7 separate regions of the Mus musculus genome follow, and all the other regions are linked to region 3. The links are chromatin contacts, called in public ChIA-PET, Hi-C, HiCAR-type, HiChIP or PLAC-seq and Micro-C maps. All regions are on one chromosome and are shown on one strand. The core of a region is the stretch at or near the end of the contact, and the rest is flanking DNA. Distances in the headings are between cores, read along the strand shown. Region 1 holds the start of Dctn6 (dynactin 6). Region 2 has its middle 24 kb from the start of Gm40486. Region 3 holds the start of Dusp4 (dual specificity phosphatase 4). Region 4 overlaps Rbpms (RNA binding protein gene with multiple splicing). Region 5 overlaps Rbpms (RNA binding protein gene with multiple splicing). Region 6 has its middle 6.0 kb from the start of Gm33588. Region 7 has its middle 15 kb from the start of 1700015I17Rik.

Region 1 (2,700 bases), core at 170-2,669, 700 kb before region 3:
AACAGCTTTGGATTTTATTTCTTAACAGTATTCTAACTGTTCTGTCTTGCTTTCTGTCGCTGTGATAAAGACCATGACCAAATGCAGCGTGGGGAGGAGACGGTTTATTCGCCTTACACTTCCTGCTCACCATGCCCAGGGAGCTCAGGGCAGGAACTATGACTGCTTACTGGCCCACTTGCTAAGTAGCTTTCTTAAATGGCCCAGGCCTACCCGACTGGAGATGGCTCTGCCCACAGTGGGATGGGCCTTCCCATCTCAATCACAGATCAAGACACTCACCCCGACATGGACGATCCTTCAATTGAGGTTCCCTCTTCCCAGATGACTCTAAGTTGTTTCAAGCTGACAGTTAGAACTCATCAGGACACTAACCCTAGAATTTCTACAGACCATCAAATGATAATGCATACCACAAAGTTCTTAGAGCAAAGTTTATTCCTGGGGCGTCACTGTTCTGACACCAGTATTCTCGATTCTGAGCCGAAAGTTGCCCAGAAACACCCTGTCTCTCTAGATCTTTGTCCTGTGATAACTGAATGCTTGCTTCCGGGGCGATCCACGCCCTCTTCTGGCTTGAGAGACAACATTCACACGCACACACCTTAACACCGATACATGCATATACATACAGCTGTATATGTATATGTATATCTCAAGACATTAATCCCAGGACAAAGGAGGCAACGGCAAATGAATCCCTATGCTTTTCTGTTATCCATGCGGTCTCTTTCCACCAACGGCTCTCACTGGTGAAGACTGTGACAGGAAAAGCCATAGTTGCCGGCCCTGGGCTCTCAGGCACTGACATAAGGATGACAGCATCAGTGTCTTCTTCCAGGCCTCCCTCTTCCTGATCAGAGGCAGGGCCGACGGTGCAGCCACCGCTGAGCAGCCTTCTCGCCCGCACAACCTCCCTCAGCCTCCCTGAGTCCCCCACGCAGCCCCAATGGAGTCTGCGCAGGCGTGCTGGGATGGGTGGGGGTCACGGAACAAACCCTCTCCGCCCCCACACCCCACGGACGCCAGGTATGGGATTATGGAGCCATCCACCTATACACCGTCTCAGTGCCCCCACGCCGCGACCAGAAACGGGTTCTGCCCCTGCGGAGGTGTTAACACGTACCTCTTTTGCGTCTTCTCCGCCATCGTCAAGCCCGGGTCTCAGGAAGAGCTGAGATCGATTTTTGCAGCCTGGCTAGAGCGATGATCTCTGCATGGGATTGCAGAGCCTGGCACGGCCTGGGAGAGGCGGGGCCTGAGAGACCCGCCTTCTGCTTTCCAGGTTCGCGCTTGCGTGCTGAGGATGGTTTGCTTTTCGGGGTTGGCTTGGCTTGCTTCGCTTCTGCCTCCTGGAAAGTCGTTTTTTCCACTTGACAGTGTTTACCAAGTCTATCCTAACCCCATCAGCCCTGATCCTTATCGTTAAGTTCACTCTACGTTTAACTTCCTCCCTAAGCCTGTCAAAATCTCTTTTGAACATCAAATCCAGTTTTTAAACGTCTCTTTACAAGCGCGCGCGTGCGCGCGTATGCGTGTGTATGTGTGTGTGCTTGGCTCTTCTGAGGCTTTGTCATCTCACGCTATTAAACTTTGAAGAAACCAAGCTGTCTTTCCATCTCCCAACTACTGCTACGTAGGACCCAGGTGGCATAATAAGGATTCATTCTGAGAAGCAAAACCAGCAGGAGATATGAATTACGAGGGTTTTGTTAGGAATTAGTTAGGGATCTGCTGTGCAAGTTCGAAACCCGTAGATCAAGCTGGGACTTTTTCATTTGGAAGGCCAAGCTGCTACCCACAGGTGGAATTTCTTCTTTTCAGGGGGGAAGTTTCAGTGTTGCTCTGAACCCTTTAAACTGATTGAATCTGGCCCACTCCTGGTTATCCGGGACAATCTGTTTCTTAATTAAGCAATTTCTAGTCACACCAAGAAATATCTTAAAGGGGGTGTGTTGGGGCTGTTGGCTCAGTTGGTACAGTGCTTGCTTAGCATGCATGAAGTCCAGAGTTCATTCCAGAGAGTCACACGAAACTGGCCATGGCAGAACCCACCCATAAACCCAGCCCAGGAAGGATCACAAATTCAAGGTCACCCTTGGTTACTCAGAGTTATGGCTCCTGCCATTTTCCTGGTTTTTATAGTGGTTGTTGTATTGTTTTAACAGTTTTTCTAGTGTGGTTTATTCTTTTTTATGATTTCTCAGAGGGACTTGTTTCTCTCTTCAATCTGAAAGATTCCTTCAGGTCTTCTGTAGACCTGGCTTAGTGGTAATGTGTTCTTTGAGTCTGGTTTTGTTTGTTTGTTTGTTTGTTTGTTTTTGGTTTTTGAGACAGGGTTTCTCTGTATAGCCCTGGCTATCCTGGAACTAACTCTGTAGACCAGGCTGGTCTCGAACTCAGAAATCTACCTGTCTCTGCCTCCGGAGTGCTGGGATCAAAGGCGTGCGCCACCACTGCCCAGCTTTGAGTCTGTTTTTGCAGTAGAAAGTGTTTATTTTTCCTTTAGCTAGAACACGTAGGTTTAGTGGGTGCAGTACCAGAGTACTTTCAGACTTTGAAATACATCATTGTGAGCTCTTGCAAGACGTTTAAAGTTTCAGCTGAACAGCCTACCTTCATTCAGAGGGACACACCTGTTCAGGTGATGTGGTGTGGTGATGCTCTCTTGCACTTTAAATACACTTTTTTTTTTCTTTT
Region 2 (2,700 bases), core at 154-2,653, 730 kb before region 3:
TATTTTGTTGCAACAACAACAACAGCAACAAAAGTGGTTAACACAGGATAATTACTAGGGAAAAGGAAACATCTTCAAGAGAGAAGTTGGATGCAGGGGTGAGCTGGACTGAGTATCAGAGAAGAGGAGGAAGTGTGAAAGAAAGTTTGCTAGTGGCTGCCTATTATGTAGCGTTCCGGTATACCCGAGAGACAATATGCTCTTTTGTTTTGTTTTGTTTTGTTTTTTGTTTTCATAAAAATACTTTCAGGTATCTTATTAGGCAAGGGGGGGCAGTTGCTGGGCTGGAGAGATGGCTCAGTGGTTAAGAGCAACAACTGCTCTTCCAGAGGTCCTGAGTTCAATTTCCAGCAACCACCTGGTGGCTCACAACCATCTGTAATGGGATCTGCTGCCCTCTTCTGGTCTGAAGAGAGCAATGGTGTGCTCATATACATAGAATAAATAAATAAATCTTTTTTTAAAAAGGCAGTTGCTGAAGGATTCTGGCAGAAGACGGAAAGTAGGAATGATGGGTTGGCATACGAAAAGAAATCAAGTCTGGGAGTGGAGATAGAGAGTCCTGCTGGGGTTTTCTAAGGTCTCTAATGATGCCACCCACGTCAACCACTGTTCGCTGTGAAGACTGGGACTCACATTCTAAACACCCCCAACTTGGCCACGTCTAGTTCATTCAGATGCAAGAAGCTGAGTTGAGCTGTCAGCTAACAGGATGTAGTGATGGACTGTTGGGAAGACTGGCAGAGAGGCAGGTGTGGATGTCAGGAGAGAGCCCAGCAGGAGAGCCATACTATAGGTAATTAGCATTTAAACTCGAGGCAGAGGTAACACCCAGGATGCCAAGCCAAGGAGAGCAAGTACTTAGGGAGCTCGCTGCTGAGAGCGGGTGGCAGTGGCATTTGAAGTAGGAAGGGAAGGAAAGAGCTAAGCAGAGGCTGGAAGCTGCCTTATGATTGGTCAGGCTGAGAAAAGTTGCAAAGGAAACCAGGTGAAAATCCCAAGGGGATGGAGTCATTTGGGAGCAAAGAGAGGGTATGTCAACATCAGGAGCGCGCAGCACATGGCTTAGTTACATCCGGGGTCTTTCTGCCTCCACGTACCAACTTTAAAACATCCAGACCCCACTTGGCTGACTATCGGTTCATAACTCAAGGCTCTAGAGAGACCACTTCTTGACCTCCAGGGTCTCATGCGTCCTGGGTCAGAAGGTAAATCGAGTAGGATGTTCTCTAATCCTTCCTGCTCATCCCTTGGATCAGAGCTTCTGGACCATGAACCAATACCTCTCTTTGCTGCTCTGCGCTGAGGAAAATATCCGTGTGCCGGCTTTTCTGAGCGTCGCTTTGATCTCACTCTAGAGACATTCCGGCGGGTGGGGGTGGGGAAAAATCTGCTGCTCTTTCGCTGAAAGATTGGGTGCAGGGCTGATTGATGAAGGTCACGACCTTAGGACCAAAGCCCTCTTCTTGACATCATAAGAATCCAGCCCGCTGTCAACCATTTACAATCTTGCCTCCCTCATGGCGAAACACTTTTACAAACTACCACGTGCGAAATGAATATTTGGCTTTATTAAAGGAATAAGCAATCATGTGTAACAGGGTTTAAACTGAAGGCGAGCCAGTATCGAGCCTCCAGATCTAACCCTTGTCACTTAGTTGCTTGATATGAGGCGACTTCAAAACTCAACAGTGTCCGTAGTACAGAGAATAAATAGCCTTACTGGGTGGTCTTGATGGGAGAGAATGTGAGATTGCGCATGCTCAGAACACTGGTGCCCGCCTAACCTCTTTCCTAACGTCGCAGCTCTTCAGTACCTTGTCCAAAACACATCTTCGAGGAGGTGGCCTTGAGACAGGCTCTATCTCCACACTTGGTCACCTAATGGATAAATTCTCTTTTGCCAAACTTGTTTTCTTGACTGACGTAGTCTGAGGCAGGCGAACAAGATTACCATGACTTCATTTGCCAGCAGTGACATCACCGGGAGAACCATGTGTATTCCAGTTCTACCCCTGTGAGTACTAGTAGCTTTTTACCACGTCTGTCAATTCTTATGATTATTAACTCTGAAGGATTTTATTGTTGTTGTTGGGTTGTGTTTGTTTGTTTTGAATTCTATGTATGTGTGGCTCGTGTGTGCTGATTCAGAACGTCTTCCTGGATGGTCTAGTTAGCTGGCTTCCTCCTAAGTGCTGGGTTTATAGGTGAGCCACCTAGCATGTCCATGGGTGCTAGAGACTCTGAACTCCCCTCCTCATTCTTGCCCAGCGAGTACTTTACCCACTGAGCCATCTCCTCCAGAGATTTTGAATGCCAGAATCTAGGAATGAGGAAGGAGGCTGGAGGATTTAACAGTGAGGTAGCGGATCTACAAATACGCCATTTTCTCGACTTTTCTATTATTCATGATCACAGCACAACTCTGTGTGTGTGTGTGATTAGTTTTAATGTTTCTTTTCTGGCTAAATACACATTCCAACAGGCATGAAGTAGATTTTAGAGATGAATATGACTAAAGCCAAAAATAAATCTAAGAAATTAAGTTCATTGGGTTGATTAGGACCAAATGCTGGTAGGCACCGAACACACACACACACACACACACACACACACACACCTGCCTGCCTCCCTCCTTCTTAACTCCACCCACAGGTGTGTGGGTTGAGGACCAATCCTGGGGCTTCTTACAAGCTACCT
Region 3 (2,700 bases), core at 84-2,583:
CTTATTACATTTGCTTTTATAAAAGGTCATTCTTCCCATGGGCACTTTTCAGCATCTTTTCCTTCGTACCAAATGTAGACCTTAACCGTCATTTCCTTAGAGGACGTTGCGTGTGAGGAGGGAAGCGAGGACTCCCACCAAAGAGGAAAACCTCCGGGTATTCCCCCCCCCCCCCCCCATGGTTAAAAAAGCAGGTTTTAGGAAGCTTGGGCCCGAGTGCCTCCCATTCTCTTGCACGGGCACAGCATTCGGCCAATTAACGCCCCCCTCTGGGTTGTAAAGTAACAAACCCCTCCACCTCTCTTTTGTTATTGGGCTTCGGCGCGAGGGCCTTCCCTTTCATCTTTCTAAATCTGCGTTGGCCCAGGTTCCGCGGGAAGCTATAAACCAGATGTAATAGCTCGGGATGGAAATCGATCACGCTAATGTATAAACTAAGTCCGGGGAATCGCATGGAAAAAAACAAAGACAAAACACAACCGGCCGGGCACGAAGAACGAGATTAAGTCCGGCGAGGAGAGGTCCCCAAGCCCTACGGGGTGGCAGCCGCACAGTGTCAGGTTTCTCGGAGCTGCAGGAGCGAGACCTCGAAGACTGGGGAGGCCGGGGGGGTGGGGGGGAGCGCAGGGGTGAAGACCTCCACACGGAGAGCCCAGGCCTCAGTAAGGCCCCGCGTCGCCACCCGCAACGATCTCTACCAGGATCGCCGCGCTCCGGGGCTGAGGAAGGACAGGGCACCGCGCCGCGGCTCCATTCACAAAGTCCCCGAGCCGCCGGCTCGCGGGCGGGTCGGAGGCTGCCTCCTTTTCTTCCTCTAGGTCTCCGTTTTATGAATGGGCCTGGCAGCCAGCACCGAGCGCCCTGTTTACTCCTCTCTTTGTGACGTCGAGTCCCCGTGACTGGGTGCGAGGGGGCCGGCGCTCCATTCACGAGCCGGGGTGGGGGCGGGGCGGGAAGCTTGCGTTGGGGGCGGGGCCTGGCGAGGTAGTAATGACTCTTCCCTCCCCCGGGAGAGCCGGCGAGCATTAATAAATCTCTAAGCCAGAGGAGGAAACTCTGGCTGGGGCAGTGCGTGCAGCTCCGGCGGTGCAGCGGTGGGGGAAACGGCGGAGCCCACGGCAGAAGCAGCCCTAGCTAGCAAAACACACCAGAGGCGACAAACCGAGAGGAGCCCTCTCTCGTAAACACACTCCCCTGCTCGATCGCTTGCCCCGGGTGCCGCGCGCCCGCCAGCTTTGGCGCCAGAGAAGGCTGGGACTGCTATGTAACGTTGAGGCTGCGGGAGGTGGAAGCAGGGGTGTTAGAGGGAGAAGAGCCTGGGGCCAAGTTTGCGGGTCACTTCTGCAGGCGCCCTCTTAGCCCTCGCCTGGTTCCTTCTTGTTAGCCTAGCTGGCTCCGGTGCCCTTGGCCTTCTCCAGCTAGCTCCCCAGCTTACTGCGTTTTGCCGGCGACATGGTGACGATGGAGGAACTGCGGGAGATGGACTGCAGCGTGCTCAAAAGGCTGATGAACCGGGATGAGAACGGCGGCGGCGGCAGCGCGGGCGGCAACGGCAGCGGCAGCCACGGCGCCTTGGGGCTGCTGAGCGGCGGCAAGTGCCTGCTGCTGGACTGCAGGCCGTTTCTGGCTCACAGCGCGGGCTACATCCGAGGCTCGGTGAACGTGCGCTGCAATACCATCGTGCGGCGGAGGGCCAAGGGCTCCGTGAGCCTGGAGCAGATCCTGCCCGCCGAGGAAGAGGTGCGTGCCCGCCTGCGCTCTGGCCTCTACTCGGCTGTCATCGTCTACGACGAGCGCAGCCCGCGCGCCGAGAGTCTCCGGGAGGACAGCACGGTGTCGCTGGTCGTGCAGGCGTTGCGCCGGAACGCGGAGCGCACGGACATCTGCCTGCTTAAAGGTAAACGTGGGTGCCCGGGAGAGCGAGGTGGGAGGGTAGGTAGTGTAAGGGACTTGGCGGCCTGAGCCCTGCTGGGCATTGGGAGGAAAGTACCCGAGTGACTACGGGGTGCTGGAGTCCCCTTCCTCGCGTGTCTTTGTGCGTGTCAGTGTGAACGGTTTTGCTGTGGTTTGGAGCCTGAGTCCCGGGGAGGCCGTGCTGGCGCGTTTCCCCAATCACCTGCAATCCGCACGCGTCTTGGAGTTTCCGTGTTTGTTTACGCGAACGGTTCTGGCCTGGATGCTGGCAGCGGTTCCTCTGCGCAGCCCAGCTTCAAGTACTGAGAACGCGCTCTTAGGTCCCACGGGGACGAGAGAGGCCTGGTTCGGTATAACCCCGGGAACCCTAGAGGGGGGTGAAGGAAGGTGAATGCTAGGGTAGGAGCTGTCTCAGGAGTTCATACACATCGGTCAATGAGGAAAGGAGAATTGGGGTGCAGACCTGGGGAGCTATCTCTTTTTTTCCCCGCTGCCTAAACTCAGAGCTTTCTTGGATGGCGGCCAACCCCCACTTGCCCCGGTCTAAGGGAGGCTGAAGTGCTGTATTTGGGGGGGTGGGGGGACACCAGGCACAACCGCGCCTGCTCCTGCTAATCCCGGGAGCAGAGAGTTACCACCTTTTGTTCACACATCATTCTCGACTCTGCCAGCGGCGCGTGCCTGGTTCGAGCGAACCCTGGCGTAGGAAATTAGGTGGCCGGAGAGAGGGTGGCTTGTCACATTGAGAAGTCAGACACCCCAAAAGGATCGCGCAGTATCTCAGAC
Region 4 (2,700 bases), core at 47-2,546, 910 kb before region 3:
CCAGCAGCTCACAACTGTCTGTAACCGCTGCTCCAGAAAATCCCATGAGCCCTCTGCTGGTCACCGTGAGCACTGCATGCATGTATGTGGCACACAGACACATAAAATCCACCCAGCCAGGGAGTACAGCTAACTACAGGCACACCTAGTTAGGAGTCTAAACCAATCAGACACTTTAGGTAACTGGTTTAAATGAGGTTTCCCGTTTCATAAAAGTTGGGATTATAGACTGATTTCTAACAGTCTTCATTTTACAGCCCAGTCCTTTTCCAAACAGTAACACGGAAGTGGCTTCCCACTCCTGACTTCATTATTCAAGTTCTATCGGGGTCTGAGCTTTATACTTAGTGATGTAACTGGAACCCAACTGTAAATCATACTGTCACACCTAACAACTAGCCTCAAAGAAACGAAGTAGCTTCCCTCTTTCAGACACGGCTTCGCTCTCCCCAGTTTGATAGCTGCAGTAACCTATGGCCTGAACCGATTAAATGGAAAATTCCAGAAATAAACAAGCCGTAAATTTGACTTGCATTCTGTTCTGAGTCTCATGAGGAAATCTCGCTCAGGATGTGAATCACCCCTCTGTCCATCCAGCACTGTCTACAAACCCCACTTTCATCGGACAGCCGCCTCAACTATTTCAACAGTCAGGTCACCGTGACGCTTGCTCCACTCTAACTTAATGACCCCCCAAGTACAAAAAGAGGTATGCCTGAGAAGCCACAGCATCCTTTTCCAGCACAGGGATAAACATTTTAGATGTCTTTCATAATTGTTGTCGGTGATCTTATTCTACTTGTAAAACAGCGATTGTTGTTAAACTGCTTGAAGTATAAATTTAACCAGTAAGTCCTGGGGCTAGCGATGCTCAGTGGTTAAGAGGACACATGCTCTTTTTCAGGCAGATCTCTGAATCTGAGGCCAGCCTGGTCTGTAAAGCAAGTTCCACAACAGCCAAGCTAGAGTGAGATGGGAAATAGGGGGAGAGGGCTAGGGAAATAGGAGCTAGTGAAGGAGGAAGGAAGCAAGACCTCTTCCGAGGACATGTTGGGTTTCCAGTACCAGTCAGCCACTATAGAACTGCTTGTCACTCCAACTTCAGGGACATCTAATGCTCTCTTCAGCGGCACACATGCACAAAATATTGGGGGGTAGAGCTTGAGTGCGGTGTCCTATATAAGCAAGCCCAACTTTTCCTGGTTCGCTGGCTTCCCTCACTAGATCCAAACAGTGGTCAGTACCACTGTACCTCCAAAACTGAGATAGAAAAATAAGCTTGTTTTCTTTGTATTACTCATCTTCCAGGCTCATATTCAACCAAGAAAGGAAAAACTAATACAACAGGCACTACCTGGCATCCCAGCTATCCACTTGAGTGTGTGTGGGGTGGGGGGTGGGGGGGTGTCTTAGGATATATACTTCCTGTGGGTAAGGGAGGCAATAGCTGATAAGCGGAAGCCAGACAGGAAGCTGGGTGTGTCAAACCAAAACTGAAGGACTCAAAGGTAGACTACAGAAATTTTTTTTTTTTTTTTTTTTTTGGTTTTTCGAGACAGGGCTTCTCTGTATAGCCCTGGCTTTCCTGGAACTCACTCTGTAGACCAGGCTGGCCTCAAACTCAGAAATCCGCCTGCCTCTGCCTCCCGGGTGCTGGGATTAAAGGCGTGTGCCACCATGCCCGGCAGAGACTACAGAAATCTTGACTGCATTCTCTGATTAGATTCCTTAAAAACTATTAATGTGTGCTTTTCTCCCCTCCGTCCCACCCCCCAGCATCTTCTCTCTTCCCAACTGATTCGATAGCTTGTCTCAGAAAAATCTAAGCTAACCTTTACTTCTCCAGGAAAGTCCTTCACCCTCCGACGTATCCCACTGATTCTTTGGTCACGGTGGACGCGACATATAAGCAGAAATGAGAAACAGTAAGATGGGGAAAAAAGGGAGCAAAGAAGCAGGAACACAGGGGAAGTGGCCTTTTGTGCCACAGTGGATGGCCCCACCGCACTGAGAAAGGCAGGCCTAACTCCTGCTTCTCCTTTCCACACCAGGCCTCACCAGGTCCTCTCAGAGGTAGCTAGGCAACCAGGACCCATGTGTACACACACACACACACACACACACACACACACACACACACACACACACACACCAGGCCAGACAGGTCTTCAAACAAACAGAGAACTGTTAACCTATAAATACCCACAAGGTGATGGAAACAGATAAGGGGCAAGCGTTTCAGTTGTCTAAGTCTAGATCTCCAACAGTGGAAAATAAAGCCCAGGAGACACTGCTAGGAAGGGAAGTGGTCACGGAGCCCGGGCTTGATTCTGTGCCTGCAGGAACCAGCTGGAGAAGCTGGGACGCTTCAAGGCAGGGGCGACCCCAGCATGGATTCTGTAGGATACACTTTACTGCTCGACGCCCTGGAGCCGGATCCCCTGGAGCCGGATCCCGGTCCTCCTGCTTGGATGGCTGAGAGGAACAGGACTCCGTAACGTCCTGTAACTAGAAGGCATCTGCTCAATGGATAGAACCCCGTGCTTTGCTCACTTCTGGAGCGCAAACGGCAGATCTAAACAAATACCTACTGAAAACACAACCTTAATCACCACTGAAGATGAAACTCTAGGGGTGTGCACCCCAGGAAGACTGAGCCTAGGGCCTTGCCAGAGAAGAGCTTTCCTGGGGAACTACGAC
Region 5 (2,700 bases), core at 157-2,656, 890 kb before region 3:
TCAGCCTTCCCCTGTCTATGCAGAGTGCTCCTCCTCAGCCTTCCCCTGTCTATGCAGAGAGTGCTCCTCCCAGCCTTCCCCAGTCTATGCAGAAAGTGCTCCTCCCAGCCTTCCCCTGTCTATGCAGAGAGTGCTCCTCCCAGCCTTCCCCAGTCTATGCAGAAAGTGCTCTTTTTTTCACATCAAAGTCAACAGATGACTCAGCTCTGTCCAACAGTGACCCATGGTATTACAAAAGGCACAGGCAACCTTTGTTAGCCAGATTTCTCCGGCTGTAATAGAACACCAGACCTAAAACAACCTGAGGAGCAAAGGGTTAGAGCATAGCTTTAGTCAGAAAGGAAGGCTGGTCGGTGGGGGGCTGAAATTCAGGTAGAACCCTGGAGGCAGGCTGATTATTGACTTGCCTCCCATCCCCCATCCCTACCCCACCCCACCCCCAACCCCTGCTTTTTCAGCCTCAATTTCTAATACCAGCCAGGACTACCTGCTGGAAGGTCCCCAGTGGTCCAGGCCCTCCCAGGTCAACCATTAATCAAGAAATGGCCACAGCCAGTCCTGTCCTGTTGGGGCTCTTCTTCCCAGCTAATCCAGTTTTTGACTACAAGCCAGGATTTTCAGGAACAAACAGTTGGGAGGACAGTTAATGGTTAAAACATTATGGACGGAGAGCCCAGTGGTCAAGCGCGCCAAAACAAAACAAGAACAAACGCTGACTTCTCTGCAGAAATTAGAGGCTCACTGCATAGCCCCAAGTTGTAACCACTTCAATTCTTCCTCCTCTGAAAATCTGTCTTCTTTTTAAGACTCACAATCAGCTGGGTGGATGCAGGACGAGGATCAAATGTCAACAGACACACTTCTGTTAGGTCCAATGGAGCACTCCAAAATGGCAGTGATGGTCACGCTGCTTTAGGCCCAATAAACTGAAAAACTGTTACCAGGCAAACGACCCTAAAGGTGAGTTTTTGTTCACCAGGAAACTCTGCCCTTCATCCACCCCAAAGGTCAAGTACCCTGGGCAAAGGCATCTAGTTCTGGGTCAATCTGAACAGCTCAAAGATGCTGGCCCTGTGACCGCCATATAAAATCTGCTAGCTTTTCCACCATATTCCTCTTCCGTTGCCCCTCCCTCCAGTCTTGCCAGTTTGCAGGTTTATTTGCAATAAACTTTTCTTTCTACCCCGGAGTGGTCTGGTTTGACGGTTTTGCTGCGTCCTCGCTTACAACGTGCCCTACCTAACAGTTTTTAAAAAGTACTAAGGCCTGGGTGCTGGGTTTCAGACCCCGGACAAGTGAGGAGATGCTTATCGGGCTTCCGGGTTCTCCCAGCATCCCTCAGTCCCCACCTGTTCCAGGGCGTGGCTGGCCATACCCCGCCCTCTACCCAGAACTTCCCAATCCAGGGATAGGCTTCCTCTCCCCCAGAGGCTCTTCAAGACTCTCCAGACATTTGGGCGGGTCTCCACTCCCCATCTCCTAGCGCCTCCGGCCTTTTCTGTCTCCCAATCCGACAGGAACTTCTCTGACCTCATGCTGGGAGATCAGCGGGAACCCTCCCTTTAGGTACTTTCAATTCAGCTTGAATTGGCTATTTTGTGGGTGGAGAAATCCTATCGCGGGGGTTACAGTTTGATGGGATGAACGCCTGCTTTTTTAATCAATCCCTCACACAACATTAAAAAAAAAAAAAAAAAAAAACGGGAACAGAAAAGATGAGCGTTAAGCCCGCCTTTGATCCCAGCACCCAGACGGCAGATCTCTGAATTCAAGGCCAGCCTGGTCTACAAAACAAGTTCCAGGACAGGACACAGGGAAACCGGATCTCAAGGAAGGAACAAACAAAAGAACAATAAGAAAACGACAGAAATATATCAATATTTTAGATACCGGGTTTTTCATTATGAATAACTTTCCCCTATTAGCTGAATTCCAATGTTTGGGTTCTTTTAACAGCTGGGTCGGTCTCACATCTAAAATACAGAGGTTCCCAGCACATTTAGCATACAAATAAAACCCTTTAGAACTGGGGACTGAATGGCTGCTTTAACCTTATCTCTGCATCAAGTTCACTGCTTGATGCCTGGGTGTAAATACTCTACATCCCTCCACCCCCACACAGGGGCTGTGCACAAAACATTTATCAGCTAGCCTTCTGGATGTAGCACTTAAAAAGAAAACAAAGAACCCTAAAAAAAAGTGCTTCACAAAGATATTTGTCCTTTTCAGCTGAAAACTAGAAGAAAACCACAAATCTACTTTGGGGGGAGGGAGTGTGTTTCTAGTTATTAAATGAGATTTCTACTCCTTAAAAAGATGTAGGAGGAGGGGCTGGAGAGATGTCTCAGGTTAAGAGCACTGACAGCTCTTCCAGAGGTCCTGAGTTCAACTCCAGCAACCACATGGTAGCCCATAACCATCTGTAATTCATACAATTCCCTTTTCTGGTGTGTATAAAGGCAGCTACACTGTACTCATATACAAAAAATGAATAAATATCTTTTTTAAAAAAGATGCACTGGGAAGTTTATTACTGCAAGTCAGCAAAAATTTGTAAGGGGGGAAAAAATCCTGATAAGACCTAACTACTTAGTCAGTAATATAGAGGGGGTAACATTCAAACATTGGGTGTGGACACTTCTTCATTGTGCGTCTAATATCTGAAATCCGCTGATTAAAACTGTTTTGTTGTTGGCTTAA
Region 6 (2,700 bases), core at 135-2,634, 850 kb before region 3:
CATGCATGCATGGGTGGCCAGGAACTATCGGGCAGGGACAGTGAGGCAGGGCTGAGAACAAAGCCACTGTGTTAGTTACTCTTTGTTACTGTAACAAAACACACCTCGACCAAACGTGACTTATGGAAGGATTTGTCTCGGCTTCAATAAACTGAGAAGGGGAGTCTGCAAGGGTGAGGGAGGCAGGCATGGCTGCCACATGCAGCCAGAGTGGGAAGCTGAGAGGTCTCGTTCCCAAACCTTCTATCTCTCACGTTATTGAGACAGGTTTATATTCTATAGTCCTGGTTGGACCCTGTTTCTAAAAAGGAAAACTCAAAGAAACTAAGAAGGTACTTAGGACGGAATGGGAGGGGGAAATGACAAATCACAGTAATTGAGATGCTGCCGATGCCACGAAGAGACAAATTTGTACCTCTAAGTGCACAAGTCAGAAATGAGCAGAGTCAGCTGGTCAGGGGCTTCGGTGGGGATGGCTCCTGCTGCCAAACCCGAGGTCCTGAGTTCCGTACCAAGGTCCACGGAGGAAGGATAGAACCAGCTCCCAAAAGCTGCCCTCTGACCTCCACACATGAGGACAGCATGCATGCAATAAATAACGTGATAAAAAATGAAAAGGCAAAGAAATGATTAGCGAGGCACACCCTTGACTGCAGTTCCCACTTCAAGAAACGAGCTAAGTCAAAAGTAGACCACAAGGAAACGTGGAAGTAATAAAGAAGACAACCAGCCCTGTTGATAGATAGCATCTGTGGTTGTTCCCCTCCCAACCCATGGCTGGATCCTTATCACGGGGGAAAAAGATCAGACAAATTCCACGAGAGAAAGCCTATAAAATTCCGGACCATCACTCCTTAAAAACAAAGTCTGAGAACCACTCAGAGCCAAGAACCTCGGGATTCACAGCCACTGTGATGTGGTGTCCCAGGTAGGAAAAAAGTGGGGGAAATTCAAATGAAGTTCAGGCTCGAGACAGTCCCGATGTGTTGCCGTGGTGTAGGAACTAAGTGTAGCATCGTCTGAGCCCTGGATATTAGAGACGCCAGAGTATATGAAAACTCTCAGGCATTTTCACATCAACTGCTTTGAATATTTTACATCCCATCCTCCTGAAAAACAAAACAACAGGAACCAGGTTCTTCATGCTCAGTTAGTTTAATTCGAGAATCCTATGAGACAGGTCAGGTCAAGAGACTCAACACCAGCTTCACACAGTCTCTTCGAGGAAACAGAAGGAGAGCCTCAGGTTCACTCAGGTCAGACTCAGCACCACTCCGATACCCAAACCAGAGACAGAGGCTACCAAAAAGAACACCAGAAAGCCGGGTGGTAGTGGTGCACGCCTTTAATCCTACCACTCAGGAGGCAGAGCCAGGCAAAGCTCTGAGTTCAAGGCCAGCCTGGTCTACAGAGAGAGAGAGTTCTAGGGCAGCAAGGGCTACACAGGGAAAGTCTATCTCAATAACAAAACAAAACAAACAGACAAACACCAAAACAAACAAACAAAACAGAAAACAAAAATCTGGGAAACAGAGGTAGACGGAGTTCTTTCTTAGAGATCAGCCAGGTCAGCCAGGGCTACATACACTGTTTCAAAAATGAGGAGTGGGAGGAGGAAGGGGAGGAGGAGGGGGAGGAAGCTCTGCTTCCTAAAACGAACAAAGGAGATGTACAGTCTCCCTCTTTCCCATTCCTTGCGTTTCTCCTAGTTCAAAGCCTCAGTGGCGACGCCAGGGGAGATCTGCAGACTTAGGACATGCCAGCCTCTGGCTGACTGCCTCTGAAGACTGGGCAGAGCCTCAGACTACGCTGGGATGCACTCCCCAGCCTCCTGCAGCACTGGCCTCCCACCCGGGGCTGAGGCAGGTATCTGTCCTTGGGTGTGTGTCCTTGATCCTTGTGGCGGTGGTGGTAGGGGGAGGCAAGAGGTGCAGGCCATGCTGTGCCTACAAAAAGATCTACAAAAGTCCTTTTGCAGACCTTTACTTAGGTGAATCTGGGATAGTTCAGGAAAAGAACTTCAGAAGAGCAAGAGCCCAGCACCCACATACAAGAAGAGTATGGCCGCACGCGCCTATGATCCCTGGGTTGCTGGGCAGCGTTAGACTGATCGTAGGGAGCACACTGTCCAACCAGCTTAAAAACGGCAAGCTCCAGGCTTAGTGAGAGACCTTGCCTCAAAAAATAAGGTGGAAGGGCTGTAGAGAGGTCTCCGGGGTAAAAAGCATTTGTTGGCGTTCTCAACAAGCTTAGGTCCTGTTTGGCTCATAAACAGCCATTCACAACTCCAGTTCCCGAGGGGATGACGCCCTCTTCTGACCTCCTCGGGTACTGCATGCGCAGTATACTAGTATATATACACATACTCCCACAGATCAAATAAATCAAATAGAAATGGAATCTCAAGTAAAAAAAAAAATTTTTTTTTTTTTTGGTGTTTTTGAGACAGGGTTTCTCTGTATAGTCCTGGCTGTCCTGGAACTCACTTTGTAGACCAGGCTGGCCACGAACTCAGAAATCCGCCTGCCTCTGCCTCCCAAGTGCTGGGATTAAAGGCGTGCGCCACCACGCCCGGCTCAAGTAAAATTTTTATAAAGGTAGGAATAGAAGACATTTGAAGTCCTCTAACCTCTGTGCACACGCACAAGCGCAGGCACACACAATGATGAGTATTCTATAACAGTAAAATGATCCAATTCA
Region 7 (2,700 bases), core at 130-2,629, 900 kb after region 3:
TGTTAATATTTTTGGAGATAGGAGTGTGCCAAAGGGGCCATGACCCACAGGTTGAGAACCGCTGTCTAGCCAACTAGGTGGATGGCGCACAAAGAAAGACAGGTTAAAGCTGCTGCCCTTGACCAACTCTGGAGACATGACCTTAGAATCCACGAGCGGCAATATTGATAGAAACACAGAAGGAAACATTGTTGAAGAGAACAGTCGTTTGCCAGCTAGTAGCTGAGGAATGGTGGGATTAGAAAGCCATTATCATAACCAGCCAAGCCGGCCTGGGGGTGGCAAGAGCAGGTGAAACCCTTTGAAGAGGAAAGAAACATTGTATCTAGTTCATCCGCTGTAGTGTTTAACTGCCAAGGGTGAAGAAGCAGTTAGTGCAGGAGAACAGATGTCCAGATACCACCTTAAAAGATTAAATTTACACCACCAGATGCAGCTCATGTCCTTCAACAGGAGGCCGTAAGGAAAAGCATGACATCACCCCTGTGTTATTTCTCACACAGGGAGAGTAACAGGAATCCAGTCAGGAGGGAAGCTGAAAACACGCAACTCTGACACCAAGTGTTTGATCTGAAGTCTTTAAACTGTCAAGCCCAGAATGAAATGTCCTAGGCAACTATCTGGCGGGACCAGAGTGTGTGTGTGTGGATAGGTGAGCATATGTATAGTTAGGTATGTCATGTGTGTGACAGGGAGGCAATTGATTACATTAGCTATGTCCTGTGGGTCGAATGCTAGCATAGCATTAACTTTAAGTTTCTGATTTTGGAAAATTGAATGTAGCTGTGGTTAAGCGGGGTCTGGTTTTCAGAAAGGAAGGATCAAGTATTCAATTTATAGGCAACCGGGTCGGATGATGATAATGATGATGATGTGTGTGTCTATATGTGCATTTGTGTGTGTGTGTGAGAGAGGGGTCGGGGGAGCAAGGGCAATATAAATGAAACACAATGCTGATATTTAGAAGCTCTGGGCAAGTAGCGTTATTATTTATTTTCAAAACAATTTTGCAACTTTTCTGTCTCTTTGAAATCCTTTCAAAATAAATGGTGGCAATAGTGATAAGAAAGGCAAAAAAAAAAAAGACACACAAAGAAGTGATTGCATGTTGGCAAAGATGTTCATAGTGTTTACATCTGAACTGTGGGCTGTATGCAACTCAAAAACTCCACTTAAAATTAATCCTCCTTATGCTCTTATGATTTACACCTCCTCAGCCATAAACATGGATTTAGCTTTCTAATGTCCATTCGCTTACATTACCCAAGCTCCCCCAGGGGCTGTGGCTCTAGATCTGCCTGTGTCACTCACTGTCCCTGACTCTTCTGTCATCCTACTGCATGCACAGATATACCCTGCCGGGCTCCACCAGCAGCTGCGTGGGAGCCAAAATAGTTCCCAATGAGATAGTGACTGTAAGACAGCTGTAGCCTCAAGTGACTTGGAATGTCACATGCTTGTCCCCAAGTGCTGAGTGTACCATGTGACAGGAGGAATTCTAAAAATGGCTGGGTATGCAGTCTGGTATAGAAGCCCTGAGAACTCCAGGGCCAGAGTGTGGATTTGTGTGTGTACAATAAGATGGCACTAGATTTAAAACACGTAATGTTTATTACAGATCGATGGAACACCTCTGTTCGTGCTTGAGTGCTCTGGGAAACCACTCTTTTCCTTTTAGTTTGGTTTGCACATGAGCAGGGGTGTGTTTGTGTGTGTGTGTGTATACGTGTTTGTGTGTCTGCACATGCACACCCGTGTATGCATACATGTGCATACACAAGCACATAATGTGTGCACACGTGCACATACATATGTGTCTGTGCTTGTGCAGTGCATATATGTGTGTGCATGCAGTTTGTGCTTCAACTTATTTTATTTATTTGCCTTTTGTTTGTCTGTTTGTGAGAAAGAGACAGAGTTGGAAAAGGAGGCCCAAGTTGACCTGAACTTGTGACCCTGTCTCATTCTTCCGGAACACGGAGCCTGCATGTGTGTGTAACTACACTAGAAGGGCACTTGTGCAGTCAGTGTTGGGTAGAGATAAAAGAAACCAGCCATGTGGCACTGGCCTCATGGGGCCATTGGGACCAATGAGTCAGCTCTGCGTGGCAGTTGGAGTGAGATTACTTCATTCTGAGCTTGAACGGTGGGGTGGTGAGGTGGGTTGGCCATTGCCGGCAAAGTTATCTCTAAGCTTTCTAATGCCTACTGCCATTCAGAAATGAGATTAGAGGCAGGCTGATATTTCTTTTGGTCTCAAGACAGAATATTACTTAACACAGGATCCTGTCTCTCACCAGTTTCTTGTATAACCCAGGCTGGCCTGTAATGCACTAGAACATCCTTGAACTTCTGATCTTCTTGAGATCTGAGATCGCAGGTCATACCGCCACATCTGGTTTATATGGCTCTAGGGTGCAAATGCAGCGTTCATGTTTGCCGTGCCCTAACCACAGAGCCACAATCCCAGCCTAACTTTCCCCAGGTTTTCTAGAACTTGCTTTTCAGCAGGCATTTTGAATTTTGCATCAATCATAACCCACACCTAATTTGACAGGCTTTTTGTGACTCAAAGGCACTTTCTGTTTGACCTTGTTTGACGAGTCCCACGAGAGACTCTCTGCCCTTTTCCTTTCTTTCTTCCTGCTTCTGTGAGGGGCCATTTCTTGAATTTCTTTTTGAAGGCTGGCCTATTCTATG

Evidence for each region. Hi-C and Micro-C count contacts between places; a contact is called where the count stands out from the background. ChIA-PET counts read pairs in DNA pulled down with a chosen protein or histone mark. HiCAR-type assays count read pairs that join an accessible place to other places. HiChIP or PLAC-seq counts read pairs in DNA pulled down with a chosen protein or histone mark.
Region 1: an H3K27ac HiChIP or PLAC-seq map of embryonic stem cells shows a contact between it and region 3, with 11 times the contacts expected there. The contact joins the promoter of Dctn6 here to the promoter of Dusp4 in region 3. A contact is called at or near these places in 14 of 39 promoter capture datasets (the 3T3-L1 cell line, the HPC-7 cell line, cranial neural crest and 6 more), 5 of 15 datasets of contacts at CTCF or cohesin (the NIH/3T3 cell line, embryonic stem cells, pro-B cells and 1 more), 14 of 484 Hi-C or Micro-C datasets (the C10 cell line, CD4 T cells, LSK cells and 10 more), 38 of 115 datasets of contacts at active chromatin or transcription factors (DN3 thymocytes, the NIH/3T3 cell line, T-cell acute lymphoblastic leukemia and 27 more) and 5 of 9 other capture datasets (adipose tissue, embryonic stem cells, liver and 2 more).
Region 2: a contact with region 3 is called in a Micro-C map of embryonic stem cells, with 5 times the contacts expected there. The contact joins the enhancer-like site here to the promoter of Dusp4 in region 3. A contact is called at or near these places in 2 of 39 promoter capture datasets (the 3T3-L1 cell line and liver), 3 of 484 Hi-C or Micro-C datasets (the G1E-ER4 cell line and embryonic stem cells), 10 of 115 datasets of contacts at active chromatin or transcription factors (embryonic forebrain, embryonic stem cells, epiblast stem cells and 3 more) and 1 of 9 other capture datasets (liver).
Region 4: an RNA polymerase II ChIA-PET map of memory CD8 T cells shows a contact between it and region 3, with 6 read pairs. The contact joins the enhancer-like site here to the promoter of Dusp4 in region 3. A contact is called at or near these places in 1 of 39 promoter capture datasets (pre-B cells), 3 of 115 datasets of contacts at active chromatin or transcription factors (memory CD8 T cells, pancreatic cancer cells and trophoblast stem cells) and 1 of 9 other capture datasets (liver).
Region 5: a contact with region 3 is called in an H3K27ac HiChIP or PLAC-seq map of embryonic stem cells, with 5 times the contacts expected there. The contact joins the enhancer-like site here to the promoter of Dusp4 in region 3. A contact is called at or near these places in 1 of 39 promoter capture datasets (liver), 3 of 484 Hi-C or Micro-C datasets (embryonic stem cells and natural killer cells) and 6 of 115 datasets of contacts at active chromatin or transcription factors (astrocytes, embryonic stem cells, extraembryonic endoderm stem cells and 1 more).
Region 6: a contact with region 3 is called in a HiCAR-type map of embryonic stem cells, with 7 times the contacts expected there. The contact joins the enhancer-like site here to the promoter of Dusp4 in region 3. A contact is called at or near these places in 1 of 39 promoter capture datasets (liver), 1 of 484 Hi-C or Micro-C datasets (embryonic stem cells), 4 of 115 datasets of contacts at active chromatin or transcription factors (embryonic stem cells and stem cell-derived neural progenitor cells) and 1 of 9 other capture datasets (embryonic stem cells).
Region 7: a Hi-C map of Sertoli cells shows a contact between it and region 3, with 5 times the contacts expected there. The contact joins the enhancer-like site here to the promoter of Dusp4 in region 3. A contact is called at or near these places in 1 of 39 promoter capture datasets (pre-B cells), 1 of 484 Hi-C or Micro-C datasets (Sertoli cells), 2 of 115 datasets of contacts at active chromatin or transcription factors (cardiomyocytes and craniofacial prominence) and 1 of 9 other capture datasets (embryonic stem cells).

What each region holds. Positions count from the first base shown.
Region 1 is chr8:34,107,293-34,109,992 of GRCm38.p6, forward strand. It overlaps Dctn6 (dynactin 6), which reads right to left and starts at 1,420. Exons shown (of 7, transcript NM_011722.4): 1 at 1,127-1,420. The coding sequence starts at 1,149. It also overlaps a transcript of Mboat4 not described here.
Region 2 is chr8:34,078,983-34,081,682 of GRCm38.p6, forward strand. No RefSeq gene overlaps it. Among named protein-coding and RNA genes, the nearest start is that of Gm40486, 24 kb to the left of the region's middle. Within about 2 kb of position 1,404, at least 28 of the 459 cell types and tissues checked have an H3K27ac peak or open chromatin away from gene starts, as enhancers often do. A contact at or near this core is called in embryonic stem cells, where this site is marked.
Region 3 is chr8:34,806,277-34,808,976 of GRCm38.p6, forward strand. Dusp4 (dual specificity phosphatase 4) reads left to right here and starts at 1,334. Exons shown (of 4, transcript NM_176933.4): 1 at 1,334-1,897. The coding sequence starts at 1,453.
Region 4 is chr8:33,895,890-33,898,589 of GRCm38.p6, forward strand. The region is part of intron 1 of Rbpms (RNA binding protein gene with multiple splicing); the gene reads right to left. Among named protein-coding and RNA genes, the nearest start is that of Gm51528, 27 kb to the right of the region's middle. Within about 2 kb of position 1,297, at least 116 of the 459 cell types and tissues checked have an H3K27ac peak or open chromatin away from gene starts, as enhancers often do. A contact at or near this core is called in memory CD8 T cells, pancreatic cancer cells and pre-B cells, where this site is marked.
Region 5 is chr8:33,912,910-33,915,609 of GRCm38.p6, forward strand. The region is part of intron 1 of Rbpms (RNA binding protein gene with multiple splicing); the gene reads right to left. Among named protein-coding and RNA genes, the nearest start is that of Gm51528, 9.5 kb to the right of the region's middle. Within about 2 kb of position 1,407, at least 73 of the 459 cell types and tissues checked have an H3K27ac peak or open chromatin away from gene starts, as enhancers often do. A contact at or near this core is called in embryonic stem cells, extraembryonic endoderm stem cells and pancreatic cancer cells, where this site is marked.
Region 6 is chr8:33,956,822-33,959,521 of GRCm38.p6, forward strand. No RefSeq gene overlaps it. Among named protein-coding and RNA genes, the nearest start is that of Gm33588, 6.0 kb to the right of the region's middle. Within about 2 kb of position 1,385, at least 14 of the 459 cell types and tissues checked have an H3K27ac peak or open chromatin away from gene starts, as enhancers often do. A contact at or near this core is called in embryonic stem cells, where this site is marked.
Region 7 is chr8:35,703,617-35,706,316 of GRCm38.p6, forward strand. No RefSeq gene overlaps it. Among named protein-coding and RNA genes, the nearest start is that of 1700015I17Rik, 15 kb to the right of the region's middle. Within about 2 kb of position 1,380, at least 27 of the 459 cell types and tissues checked have an H3K27ac peak or open chromatin away from gene starts, as enhancers often do. A contact at or near this core is called in Sertoli cells, where this site is marked.